Regions from separate parts of the Mus musculus genome. Here all the other regions are linked to region 3. The links are chromatin contacts, called in public HiChIP or PLAC-seq and promoter capture Hi-C maps. All regions are on one chromosome and are shown on one strand. The core of a region is the stretch at or near the end of the contact, and the rest is flanking DNA. Distances in the headings are between cores, read along the strand shown. Region 1 holds the start of Arl15 (ADP-ribosylation factor-like 15). Region 2 holds the start of Hspb3 (heat shock protein 3). Region 3 holds the start of Cspg4b (chondroitin sulfate proteoglycan 4B). Region 4 has its middle 17 kb from the start of Snx18.

What was found. HiChIP or PLAC-seq counts read pairs in DNA pulled down with a chosen protein or histone mark. Capture Hi-C pulls out chosen DNA fragments and counts their contacts.
Region 1: an H3K4me3 HiChIP or PLAC-seq map of stem cell-derived neural progenitor cells shows a contact between it and region 3, with 5 times the contacts expected there. The contact joins the promoter of Arl15 here to the promoter of Cspg4b in region 3. A contact is called at or near these places in 1 of 39 promoter capture datasets (hippocampal neurons), 1 of 484 Hi-C or Micro-C datasets (nephron progenitors), 9 of 115 datasets of contacts at active chromatin or transcription factors (astrocytes, bone marrow-derived macrophages, cardiomyocytes and 4 more) and 2 of 9 other capture datasets (adipose tissue and embryonic stem cells).
Region 2: a contact with region 3 is called in a promoter capture Hi-C map of adipose tissue, with 17 times the contacts expected there. The contact joins the promoter of Hspb3 here to the promoter of Cspg4b in region 3. A contact is called at or near these places in 11 of 39 promoter capture datasets (the C10 cell line, cranial neural crest, embryonic stem cells and 8 more), 2 of 484 Hi-C or Micro-C datasets (bone marrow-derived macrophages and embryonic fibroblasts), 17 of 115 datasets of contacts at active chromatin or transcription factors (bone marrow-derived macrophages, cardiomyocytes, craniofacial prominence and 8 more) and 4 of 9 other capture datasets (adipose tissue, embryonic stem cells, liver and 1 more).
Region 4: an H3K4me3 HiChIP or PLAC-seq map of bone marrow-derived macrophages shows a contact between it and region 3, with 8 times the contacts expected there. The contact joins the enhancer-like site here to the promoter of Cspg4b in region 3. A contact is called at or near these places in 2 of 484 Hi-C or Micro-C datasets (bone marrow-derived macrophages and embryonic fibroblasts), 17 of 115 datasets of contacts at active chromatin or transcription factors (bone marrow-derived macrophages, craniofacial prominence, embryonic basal ganglia and 9 more) and 4 of 9 other capture datasets (adipose tissue, embryonic stem cells, liver and 1 more).

What each region holds. Positions count from the first base shown.
Region 1 is chr13:113,793,061-113,795,939 of GRCm38.p6, forward strand. Arl15 (ADP-ribosylation factor-like 15) reads left to right here and starts at 1,448. Exons shown (of 5, transcript NM_172595.4): 1 at 1,448-1,636. The coding sequence starts at 1,589.
Region 2 is chr13:113,662,290-113,665,116 of GRCm38.p6, forward strand. It overlaps Hspb3 (heat shock protein 3), which reads right to left and starts at 1,387. Exons shown (of 1, transcript NM_019960.2): 1 at 607-1,387. The coding sequence starts at 1,203. The coding sequence ends at 739. All of the region lies in intron 1 of Gm34586 (a long non-coding RNA gene), which reads left to right.
Region 3 is chr13:113,291,556-113,294,552 of GRCm38.p6, forward strand. It overlaps Cspg4b (chondroitin sulfate proteoglycan 4B), which reads left to right and starts at 1,615. Exons shown (of 10, transcript NM_001378698.1): 1 at 1,615-1,779. The coding sequence starts at 1,701.
Region 4 is chr13:113,634,472-113,637,477 of GRCm38.p6, forward strand. No RefSeq gene overlaps it. Among named protein-coding and RNA genes, the nearest start is that of Snx18, 17 kb to the left of the region's middle. Within about 2 kb of position 1,455, at least 98 of the 459 cell types and tissues checked have an H3K27ac peak or open chromatin away from gene starts, as enhancers often do. A contact at or near this core is called in adipose tissue, bone marrow-derived macrophages and microglia, where this site is marked.

The DNA.
Region 1 (2,879 bases), core at 198-2,697, 500 kb after region 3:
TTTGAATACACGTGTACAGACAGAGCTGGCCTTTATTGATATAATTTTCAAGATATATGTGTTTAAGTAATAACTTCTTAAAAGGAGTTGTTCTGTTTTGTTTTGTTTTACTCCAGGGTTAGTAAGTCTCAGTTGCACTAAGCCAGTAGATTCAATTTTGATTTTTATTTTCTTGCCATTCTATATTTTACTCCTCTCCATACCCAACTCCAAATGGCATGCTTATCTTGTCTCACCTTTGCCTTGACTGTCCTTTCTAGCCTGAATCTTGGAGGTGAAAGAAAAAAAATCCAGAACTGACCGTTGTCTTTATCTCGCTTGACTCCCATTTTCACTCAATTCCAAGTAATTCTTTTTTAAAAAAATTTTAAAATTTTTCTATTTTTTATTTTTTGGTTTTTCGAGACAGGGTTTCTCTGTATTTCTCTGGCTGTCCTGGAACTCACTCTGTAGACCAGGCTGGCCTCGAACTCAGAAATCCGCCTGCCTCTCTGCCTCCCAAGTGCTGGGATCAAAGGCGTGCACCACCACTGCCCGGGCCCCAAGTTTGTTTGTTTGTTTTTTTGAGACAGGGTTTCTCTGGATTTCTCTGTGTAGCCCTGGCTGTCCTGGAATTCGTTCTGTAGACCAGGCTGGCCTCGAACTCAGAAATCCACCTGCCTCTGCCTCCCAAGTGCTGGGATTAAAGGCGTGCGCCACCACCGCCCGGCTTGCTTTTTTTTTTCTTTTTTTCTTTTTTTTTTTTTTAATTTAGGAAACGCACAAGTCTCAAGTGCACCGGCTCTGTTTTTCCTAAGATAAGGTTCACAAACAGTATTACTTGGGTCCTTTAGAGGACTTTCACAATCCCACCGCTCATTCTATTCAGGTACATTGGATTAAGCATGCAAAGATCAGATGCCTGTCTCCTTCAATGTTTGGGGTGATCAATTTACTTGTGAGTCTCTAGGTTCCTAGTCTGGACTGCACTGGTGCTGAGCCGCAGGAAGGTCAAGTTCAAGTTGTCCGCCGTAGCAGACACCCACACCCTGGAGGGTCAATGCAGTCCCCAGTACTGCACAGTTTGCCTTCTTTAAGGTGTCTGCCCTTCTAATCCGCAGGTCCAGGGCGTTTCAAGGCCACAGGAAGGCGCTCGGGGCAACTGCCTCCCACCGCCCTGGGCTGCTTTCTTAAGGAGGGGTGGGCGGGGACGCCGCCGCCGCTGCTCTTCAATCTCAGGCAGGCTGCTTGCCGGGTCTCGAGCGGACTAGAGGCTGAGAGTCGGCCTCCCGGGGCCGCAGCGCGTTTCCGCCCGCCCCTCCCCCAGCAAACAGGAACCAGCACCGTCCCGGGTCCCGCGCTTCTCTGCTGCCCTCCACCGGGGGGACTGCCTTTTATAGACACTCCGGCCAATGAGCGCGCTCCTTTTCCTCGGCCCGCCCTCCCAGCCAATCGTCGCTTCCCTGGTGTAATCTTCGGCTCCTCGGCTGCTCTCGGCGATCTTCGCTGTTGCTGGCTTTTTCAGGAGCTGCTCGCTGGCAGCCCGAGACGCTGCTGCTTTTTTTTTTTTTCCGGGTTCGGAGCCATTCCGGATGCTTTAGGCTGCCGGATGTCTGATCTCCGGATAACTGAGGCGTTTCTGTACATGGATTATCTGGTAGGTGCGGGGCGCCGGCGGCATGTCGCCTCTCGGATCTCGCGGTGGCCCATGGCCCCCTGCCTGGAGCAGCAGCCTCTCGGCTTTCTTTCTTTGGGATGGGATGCCTTGGGTTGCTTTCTCCCGGGGCTGGCTCTGAGGGGCGGCGGCGGGGGGAGAGGACGGGCTGACAGGTAAAGGCGCGGAGGGGACCGGCGGGACTGCGGGAGATGGGGCCACGCTCCGCGCGCCTCTCCGCGCTCCCGGCGCAGGACTTTCTTTCCGGGGAAGCTGGAGTTTTCCGCTCTCCTCTTAGCAGAACTCCAAGAGCTATTAAAGAGCCATAAGCAGAATGGCTCGCTAAGTGCCTGGCAGGTCCGGTCATTTGGTCGTTATTAGATCTCTAAAGGAATGACCTGGGTCGTGGCGGGATTTTAAAAACACATTACCAGAAAGTAGACTGGACTAAACCACATTGCAACCCGGCCTGAGCAGGATTGGGCAGGGACAGGCATTGCCCCGCGGCTGTGGTTGTGGTGCACGCCGCTTTTGTGCATGGTGTGCATGGTTTGGCAATCGGTTTGAGATCAGCCCCGTGCTGGGAAGTTTAGGTAGGAAAAGTTTTTTTAGCACAGCGCTGGAACGGAACACTTAGACGTGTTTCTAGAATTGTGCAAGCCTCGTGTTTTCGTTCCAGAAATTGTATTTCCACAGAGCTGCCTGTTTGTGGTCAAGCAGATCCTTTTTGACATGAACCGTGTTCGATCCTGCCCATTTTCTGCGTGGATGGTGTCAGAACGAACGGCTGTTGCCATGCAGTGCTGAAGTAGAGGGTTAGAAGTGTTGGCCCTTCTGTCATCCTGTAGGACACATGGTTTTTCCACTGCAGATTGGCCTAGCAGAGATTTGTCAGTGCCTTCTAGGAATTACACTTAAGGCTGTACGGAGAAAGACCGAATACTTTCCAGACCAAGAAAGAGAGGGCTGCGTTGTAACGTTACCAGTGTATGAGGGTTTATTCAGGTGTGTAGAAACTGGCAAGGATGGAGACCAGTTAGTGCGCGACCTTGAGAACAGAGCCGAAGTCAGAGTCTCAGTTGAATTTTGGTTTTGCTGTCTATGTATTCATGGCAGTGACTTCTATCTTTGTCATAAAGGGGTGTTATCGCTGCGCCAGGTTAGGTGGGCTATCTGTGAACATTCTTTAAGCGTCCTTGTAGGTTGATGATTCTCAAATATGTCCAGGAGGCTATTTTGAAAGTTA
Region 2 (2,827 bases), core at 137-2,636, 370 kb after region 3:
CTTCAAAATAGCGAGCATTAAGATTTCCTGAGCCCAGCAATGCAACGTTTTAGTTTCCCACACCTAGCATACGAGACACTATACACTCTGGGCTAACAAATATAACACCAAAGCAAGTAGTATACATTGTCTAGCAGCAAAACTTCTGGTAGGGTTCAGTTTAGCTTTGAAAACTATATGTGGTCTATATGGGAACTTTTAAAAAACTAAAATACCTGAAGATCCCCACTGATGTTTAAATGAGCAACAACTGTTGTGACTTTTAACTAGATTCAGACCCAGGTCCCGTAAATTATAGTATACAGAAATAAAATTTTCTCTTTGAAGCCCTCCCCCCTCTTTCTAGCAATGCAGAAACTTTTCATACAGTGAGGAAAAATCAGATCTCTTTACTGACAAGGACTGGTTTGCCATGGGTTGTCCAAATGGCCTCTGTGGAATTTTAGACTCATCAAAAACCAGGCTGAGCATTCTCTAGTACCAACCACAGTCTGCTAGCTCTGAGGTGGCTTCATTGTAAAAGCAGCAGCACTCCTAACTGCACAAACACATTTGAAAACCTTCCTTTCTGGCTACCAATAAGAAAGACAACCTCCACATACCAGGAACGGTGGATACATTTGGTTTTTTTTAATCCTCATAAAAGTGACAGCAATCCATCTCAAAAGTTTAAGCATTCCCGGGGTGTCCCTGGCTTTCATCTTCCTTCCTGGGGTATGAAGAGCAACCAAAAGGCTTTCACTTGGTCCCTAGTGAATCTTTGACTTCCACCACCAAGATTCCATCATGACAGAGGATGGCAGACAAATCTTTGGTTTCGACTCCATCTGGCAGTTTGTACTGTCTGGTGAAACTCCGCGATATAAACCCGTGTTCGTCCATTCTGGTTCCGTGCTGTGCCTTGATCAGCAGCCAGCCCTCGAAGGTCTGGATGATGATGTCCTCGGGCAGGAACTGGACCACATCCAGCAGGATCTGGAAACGGGATTTGCCTTCTCCGGGTGGCTTCTCCGTGGAGGCTGAGTCCTCTGCCAGAGCCTGTGGCGTGCCTGCGCCTCTGGCTTTACTCAGGTCCTCGATGGTTGGCCCGGGCAGTGCGTATAGTGTATGATCCAGTCTGCAGTCTTCTAAGCCTCGAGCTTCAAACTCCTCCTGATAACGCACTGGGGTCTCTATGAGGTGCCTCAAAATGATTTTTGCCATAGCAGAGGCGACTCCAGCGTTGAACCACTTCCCTTCCGTGAGTGTCTAGTCTCTGGCGTTGCCTGCGGACTCGATTCTTAGTCCTAGCAGCTCCGTTTACAGTCCTGCCCAGACGGCAGCTTAATTGGGGCTGAATCAGACCGGCACACTGACTCTTGTCTTTTCACACACACTGACAATGAATGGCTATTTATAGCCGCCTCTGCGAGTTGCATTTAGCTCACAGCCTGTACAAGTGGGCCAGGCAGGGATCGCACTTGCACGCTCCCTTAGCCTTGGCAGGCCTGTCTGCCTTGTTCACCCCAAAACACAAAGTAGAAACCAGAAGCAGCGCTTGAAGATCACACCGTGTGACCTGCAAAGTGTGCAATCATCTCAGTACAAGCCTCTCCCTCTGCCTGAAAATTCCATTCGGGGAGAGACGATTCTAACTCTGGTTTATGAGAAATCAATCAATTTCAAACAGCTACTAAACTCCAGCTAAGTTCGGATCCTATTCCGTTCTTTTTACTCTTTTGTGCCTAAAGGACACCTGAACCACATCAGCTGGTGTTTGTACATCTGACTCGGCAAAATGAGATGGGATGACTAAGCGAGAAGACTGTGCAACTTCAGAGGGAGCCTGGGAGCTCAGGACTGACAGAAATAGTCAATAGCAGAGGGCAAAATGCAAAGCGTTCAACTATTTCATATTAAGGTTCAGAAAACAAAGAATGAATCTAATCAACACCATGCTATTGAATGGGCAAAGACACTCACTGCACATCATTTCTCAACTAGAGCACCCTTTCATTGTCCTTCCACTGGCCAAGACTGAGGCAGCTGCCGCGGAACTTCTTCAAGATGTGCTACATAAAAATAGAGTCTGCCAAGGTATTTTATATTATTTGTGACTATTGAGAAGGGTGTTGTTTCCCTAATTTCTTTCTCAGCCTGTTTATCCTTTGTGTACAGAAAGGCCATTGACTTCTTTGAGTTAATTTTATATCCAGCTACTTCATTGAAGCTGTTTATCAGGCTTAGGAGTTCTCTGGTGGAATTTTTAGGGTCACTTATATATACTATCATATCATCTGCAAAAAGTGATATTTTGACTTCTTCCTTTCCAATTTGTATCCCCTTGATCTCCTTTTGTTGTCTAATTGCTCTGGCTAGGACTTCAAGTACAATGTTGAATAGATAGGGAGAAAGTGGGCAGCCTTGTCTAGTCCCTGATTTTAGTGGGATTGCTTCCAGCTTCTCACCATTTACTTTGATGTTGGCTATTGGTTTGCTGTAGATTGCTTTTATCATGTTTAGGTATGGGCTTGAATTCCTGATAAGAACTTCAAGTCTCTAAAGAAAGAAATTAAAGAAGATCTCAGAAGATGGAAAGATCTCCCATGCTCATGGATTGGCAGGATCAACATTGTAAAAATGGCTATCTTGCCAAAAGCAATCTACAGATTCAATGCAATCCCCATCAAAATTCCAACTCAATTCTTCAACGAATTAGAAAGGGCAATCGGCAGATTCATCTGGAATAACAAAAAACCGAGGATAGCAAAAACTCTTCTCAAGGATAAAAGAACCTCTGGTGGAATCACCATGCCGGACCTAAAACTGTACTACAGAGCAATTGTGA
Region 3 (2,997 bases), core at 365-2,864:
TGTCTTTGAAGATATATTTTTATCTTTGGACTCTGCTGTGCTCTCTGCTCCCTGGTCGCCATGAGGGAAACACCTCTCTCTACCCTGCCTCTCCACCATCATTTTCTGCTACACTTGAGGCCTAAAATGGGGAGAAAGCAGCTGACCTGGGACTGAAACCACCAAAGCTGTGAGCCAAATCAGCCAACTCTCCTATAAGTTGTTTTTGTCAGATGACTTGTCACTGTGACAGGCCACCAAACAGGCCACCAATATACACACCAGCACATTACCATGCTTGGGCTCACACTGACAGGTTGCTTTTGGTAATAAGTTAAGTATGGAACTTAACTCCAGGGAGATTCGGTTAAAAGTGGACGTGAATGGTTTATGCAAAAACGTCCGTGAAATGATTAAGGAACAGTTGGTTTCAGGGCTGGCTCATGGAGGTAGTAGACCCCAGGTGGAGCTACAACCTTTTTCTAGGTCCTGTCTTCTTTTTGTGCGCTAGCTTATTAGAAAAGTCAGAGCCATTCATAGTTTCTCTGCCTCCCACTCCGGAGAGTTGCAGGCCCTCTTCCTTAGATGCATTCAGTGGAAATCTTCAGATTGGAAACTGCCTGGCCCTGCTCCAGTCACGAGTACCCACCCCAGCCCATCACGTGACAGAGAGGGGGTTCTTAGAAGTGGATGCCAACTCCTAATTCCCACACATGGTGAGGCAGGCAGAGAGTACAGTTTCTCTAAAGGAGGGCGAGGTTCCCAGGATCATGGAAGGCTGCTGGGTGGACGAAACGTATTCTTTTTAGAAGTGGAACAGAGGCCTCACAGATTTTCGGCTGCAGAAAAGGTCAAAATGTGATTCTTTGCTTTAAAAAGCACTTTATTAAAGAACCAAGAATGGAACGGGTGGGAAATGAAGTCATCCTTGGTTTTGCTAAGAACAAAGCAGGACTAACATTGACTATCCTGGTAGCTGGAGAGCTGCCATTTTGACCACCCCGAGCATCGCAAAATGTAGCCCAGGGAAGCTGGTTTTAGAGAGCCCTGGAATCGTCTGGTCCAACCATCTCCTTGGACTCTACTTGTGTGGGGGTGTCTCCTCCCTGTGACTTGTAATCATGGCTCCCAAGGTAAGACGTGATATCGACACATAAAATCTTAGACCTTATTCTGACAGGCAGTTGCTCCAGAAATTCAAAGGTTTAACTCGGACTGAGCTTTAAAAAAAATCTAAAAGTAAGGCTCACATTTGCAAAGAAATGACAGGCTACTTCTTTCCTACCGTGTTCTGCTCATCCAACACACATTCACAAACATTACACAGAAGGCCCGCTTTAGGATAAGGCTGAGAAAAACCCACTGTCCCCCTGGGATGTGCTGTGGTCATAGGGACAGGTTGTTTCAAGGCCAGCCTAGGTCCTGCCCTTCTATCCCCTCAGCCTGCTGCCCGGAGCTCCCCGTTCCACCCAGGGACACTAAACTTCAAATCTGCAAGCAGGGGAGGGGACCACCGACTCCCTGTCCTGTTTGTAGCCTGCACTGCCTTGGAGCCTTCGATCTAGCTGGCTCTGATCCCGCGCAACAGCTGCAGGTCGCAGAAGTGCCCCGCCCCGTCGTGTCGCGCGGGGCGCCGCCTCTCTCCAGGCTTTGGGGCGCGCAGGCGGGTCGCGGGCCGCGCAGGTAGAGCTCGGCGCGGGCCCCGGAGACGGCGCGGCGGGATGGGGCGGCCCGGGGCCTGCGGCCTCCTGTTGCTCACCGCCTTTCTGGGGCTCTGCGGGCCGCGCGGGGGGCTCGGAGGTACGCGCCCCAACTTCCCTTCCCCGCCCGAGGCGGGCCGAGCCAAGCGGCGCTACGCGGAGAGGGTGGGCGGCCGGTAGGAGTGTGGGTCGGGTCCGGTCCGGTCGAGTCGGAGGCTGGGCGAGCAGGGCGCGCGGCCCTCGGTCCCTCAGGCCCCCAGGCGCGATCAGGCCCCTTGTCCCCAAGCTGGGCAGAGGGGAGGACGCGACGCGGCCCTGCTCACAGGCTTGCTGGCGGCCGACCCCTTCCAACTCCCAGCCCCAGCCTGTGCCCCACCTCCTCCCGGTGTACTGAGTTTTAAGGTCGGCCACCCGACCAGCAGAATGGCCGACTCCTGCGGGCAGCCCGGCTGCATCTTTTCAGTTTGGGTCTGGAGCTCTTTGGTCTCACGTGAAATGCAGTGAGTGGGGGACCTTCTGTTCACCTGGGCTAGTCTTTGACCCCTGGTTTCTTGTCCCTGCACCGTAGGGAACCTTAACTTTTCTGAGCTCAAATACTTAGTGTTTTATTCCCCCCCCCCCCCTTGGCTTTTTGCCTCCCTCCAGATTACTAAACACGTGGTTCTTTGGACTTTTATGAGCTCCACTTCCTAGGCCTTCCCAACATCAATTCAAAAATGACTTCCAGGTGACTTTGTTTTTAAACGGGAAAAGAAATTCTAAATCACACGTGTTGCATGTGCATAGTATTTAGATGAAATTCTCAGGATTTAAATTCATTTTCAGAGTGGCCGAACAGCATCGCTGCTTGCATGATCATTGCGTGATGACGTCATTTGGCCTCTTTGGAGTCCAAGGGCCTTCTAGGTTCTTGAAGATGCCTCACCCTTCCACTTCTTCAGGCTGCTCGGAAAAGCTCTACTCCTTCTTTATCCTCCTTCATATTTCCTAGGTCCTCATCTGCAGGCTGCCTTGCCCCTTCATGACTGATTCCAAGGGTGGGTGTGGCAAAGGGTCGGAGGAGGCTTGTTGGCTGCTGTGACTGACTGAAGGAACAGGTGTTGAGTCTAAGAGGAGAGACTCCAAAGGGCAGTGAATGGACTTTGGAAGAAAAACCCACATGGCTTCAGACAGGGGGCCAGTAATAGTATGGGGGCAAAGAGAAGTTTACGGATTAAGAGTCAGTGAGGGAGAACTTCAAACCCAAGGGCTATATTCTGTTCTCAGTTACTACTCTGGGCCTCTGTAAATTTACTACGATAATAACATCTTCCACGAG
Region 4 (3,006 bases), core at 205-2,704, 340 kb after region 3:
TTGAAGGTCTCTTTGTTGGTCATTTTGTTGACTCTTATCCGTGGCTTTATTTCTCAGCTACCGTAGGGAAGCTCAGACTTCCAGTAATCGAATCTGCTGAAACAACTAATAATAAGCAACTAATAATAAGACAAGGCATACGCGTTCCCTAACTGAAGCAGACCACGGTGGAATATACCTGTCATCTCAGCTACTGGGAGGCTAAAGCAAGAGAATCTTGGGTGTGAAGCCAGCCTGAGCAACAGAGCCAGACCCAGTCTCAAACAAAACAAAATGCTTAACCTGTGCATACACACAAGCACCATATAAAATACGGAACTTAGGGAGGAGCCCGGAGGTTGCTTAGACCCCCCCACCCTCACCCCGGAGTTGCTGCTAGCCTCTAGGCTGCCATGCTCATCTCAGGCTTGCTGTCTGCTCTCACCGCCTGCTCAAGAGAGCATGTGCATTACATCATTCAAGTGGCATAATGATTTCTGCTTTCCTGGCTAAAACCTGACTGGCGCAAATATCTCCTCAAAGCCATAGTCGCAGTGTTTATACAAGGCAAATTCTACATGACTGACACAGCACAGGCTGGGTGGGGCATTCTGTGAAGTACGCCTGTCTTTAAAAGAGGCTCTGAAAAGTCTCTTGTCTTTTCTGATTTCTTCTTATCACCAAGCATCTCCAGAGTATCTCTTGTCTGCTGCCTTTCTCGGCTATCTACTGCGTGCCTGCCGAGTTAGCCCTTTCAAAAGCTCGCCTTGCTGTGAGCTCAGAGTTTCCTACCATGGGAGGCATCTGAACACGGCTCAGCTATATCCTGACCTCAGGGTATCCGAGGGCTACAGGGGGTCAGCTGGGTGGTGTGCTCCTCTAGAAACCTGAAAAGGGAAGCCAGCACCTGCTTCTGAACTCCTTCCGTGTTGTCAGAATTTATCCCTTAAGGTTAGGACACCAAGGTCCCTGTTTTCCTGCTGGCTGTTGGTTTGGGACCCTTATCCTCTTGAAGTTCCTTGCTCTACGGCATTCCCATAACACAGTATCTTCAAAGCTAGCAAGGGACCCTTTCCATCCAGTCAAGACAGTCTTTTATAACAAAATATGGTCATCAGGGTGACATCTGATCATGTTTGCCATTGTTTTACAGTTTAGAAGCAAGTCACAGTTTCTACCAATACCCAGGGGACAAGATTATACAAGGATATAGATCAGTGGGGTTGCTTTATTGTGTCTACCACATCACCTTCAGGGTGACCAGACAGCCGTTCAATGTACAAAGCGACACACCCAAGCGTTGCTGATTCTTTTCAAGATAATCTGAGAGGGGAAGATTAGGATTTAAAAACAAAAAGAGCAACGAGTCTTGCTAGAAGTATTAATAGAATGTTCCAGGCTGAAGCAGGATGGAGGCACGTAGAAACCCGGGGCAGGCATGGGAGGAGCCCTCCCTTGAAGGCACAATCAGTCAGAGGCAAGTGTACTGTACACAGAGGGCCTATCGAACGATCGGGAGGATTGGAACCATGAAGGGGGCACCAACTACGCACACTCGATGTATAAAAGCAAGTGTTCCCGTTTTATAACATGTGGTCTTTGCTCTTCACCCTGCCTCCCTCCATCTGCTTCACCATCGCGGCGGGTTTCCAGGGAAACTTCTGTCCCGGAAGGTGGAGAGCGAGCGCGTGAGGAGGACATTCAGCAGCCACTTCCTGTTTCACAGCACACAACAGTGTGGTCAGGGCAGAAGCCACGTTTGGTTTCTTCTCTACAGTGCTCTAAAGTTTCTTGTTAAACTTCCTAGCTGTATCCAAGTTCTCCCACTCTGTCCCCTTTGAAGTGGCTGGGGACTCTGAAATTGGGCAGACCTGTTAAATCCACAGCACCGGGAGGACCTTATTCCTGCCCCAGCTGCGGTTCCTTTTGTGCCTCTTCCACAGCCCCCCATCCAGGGAGTTTTATACCTTGTAGTTTCAGCTTTCCAATACCGATGAAACCTCTGAATCATGGCTCCAGTCTTGGTTGGAAATAAAGGACGAAAGAATGTATAGCTACTTTTTTAGCCACGCCCCTTCCCATGAGTGGCCTCGCCAAGGTCAAGTTCTAGTTTCAGTCTAGTGTCCCTTCATGTTTCTCGGGAGACAGGGCGGCAATGAAGTCTGCCTTGAAATAAATCAGCGGCGAACACAGACTCATGATAGTCTGACAGTCCTTTTCTTTATACCAAGTTCCTGGTTGGTTTTGTTTGGGCAGTTTTGTTTTGAGATAAAGCCACACTGTAGTTCAAAGTGACTCCAAGCTCACAAGCATCCTTCCTGCCTTTACCTCTCCCTAATAGGCTAGTTCTTTGATGGCGAAATGAGCCTATTCAAACCAGATTAGGTCATATTAAATACAAGTTTATCCGGAAGCTGCTCTCAGGTGAGTTCGCTGGCCCCAAGGACTGAGGCCTGGGAAGTCATCATGGGGTGGAGTATGGGGGGAGAAAGGGCCTGGGCACAGAGAGGGAGAGAGGGATGGGAGAGAGAGACAGAGAGAGAGAGACACGGAGAGACAGAGGGAGAGACAGGCAGAGAGAGGGATGGGGAGAGGGAGGGGGAGAGGGGGGGAGAGGGAGGGGGGGGGAGAGGGAGGGGGAGAGGGAGGGAGAGAGGGAGAGCCCCCAAAATGTCTGGATCATAAAGCAAACGCCTTTAGAGGAAGGTAACTTTGAGGGTTGAGAGACCCTGGAGGCCTGCTTTGATGTATAAAATATGCACCTCAGTTCCTTGTTCCAAGGTCTGAAACCAAACACTCTCCCATTAGGATTACGTGCCTGTGCCATCATTGTACCTGGCTTAGCGTGCCTAGCTTTTCCAGCCATCCCTGTCCCCTACCTTCCCTTGGTAGCCTAAGCCAGTCTAAGCCTTCATTGTGGTCAGTTGTCTGTTCATTGGCTCATTCCACAAAAGATCCCACCAGCCCCTCCCCCTCTTCCGACAGAGAAATTGCAAAACAGGATGGTGTGACTAGAATAGACTCTGG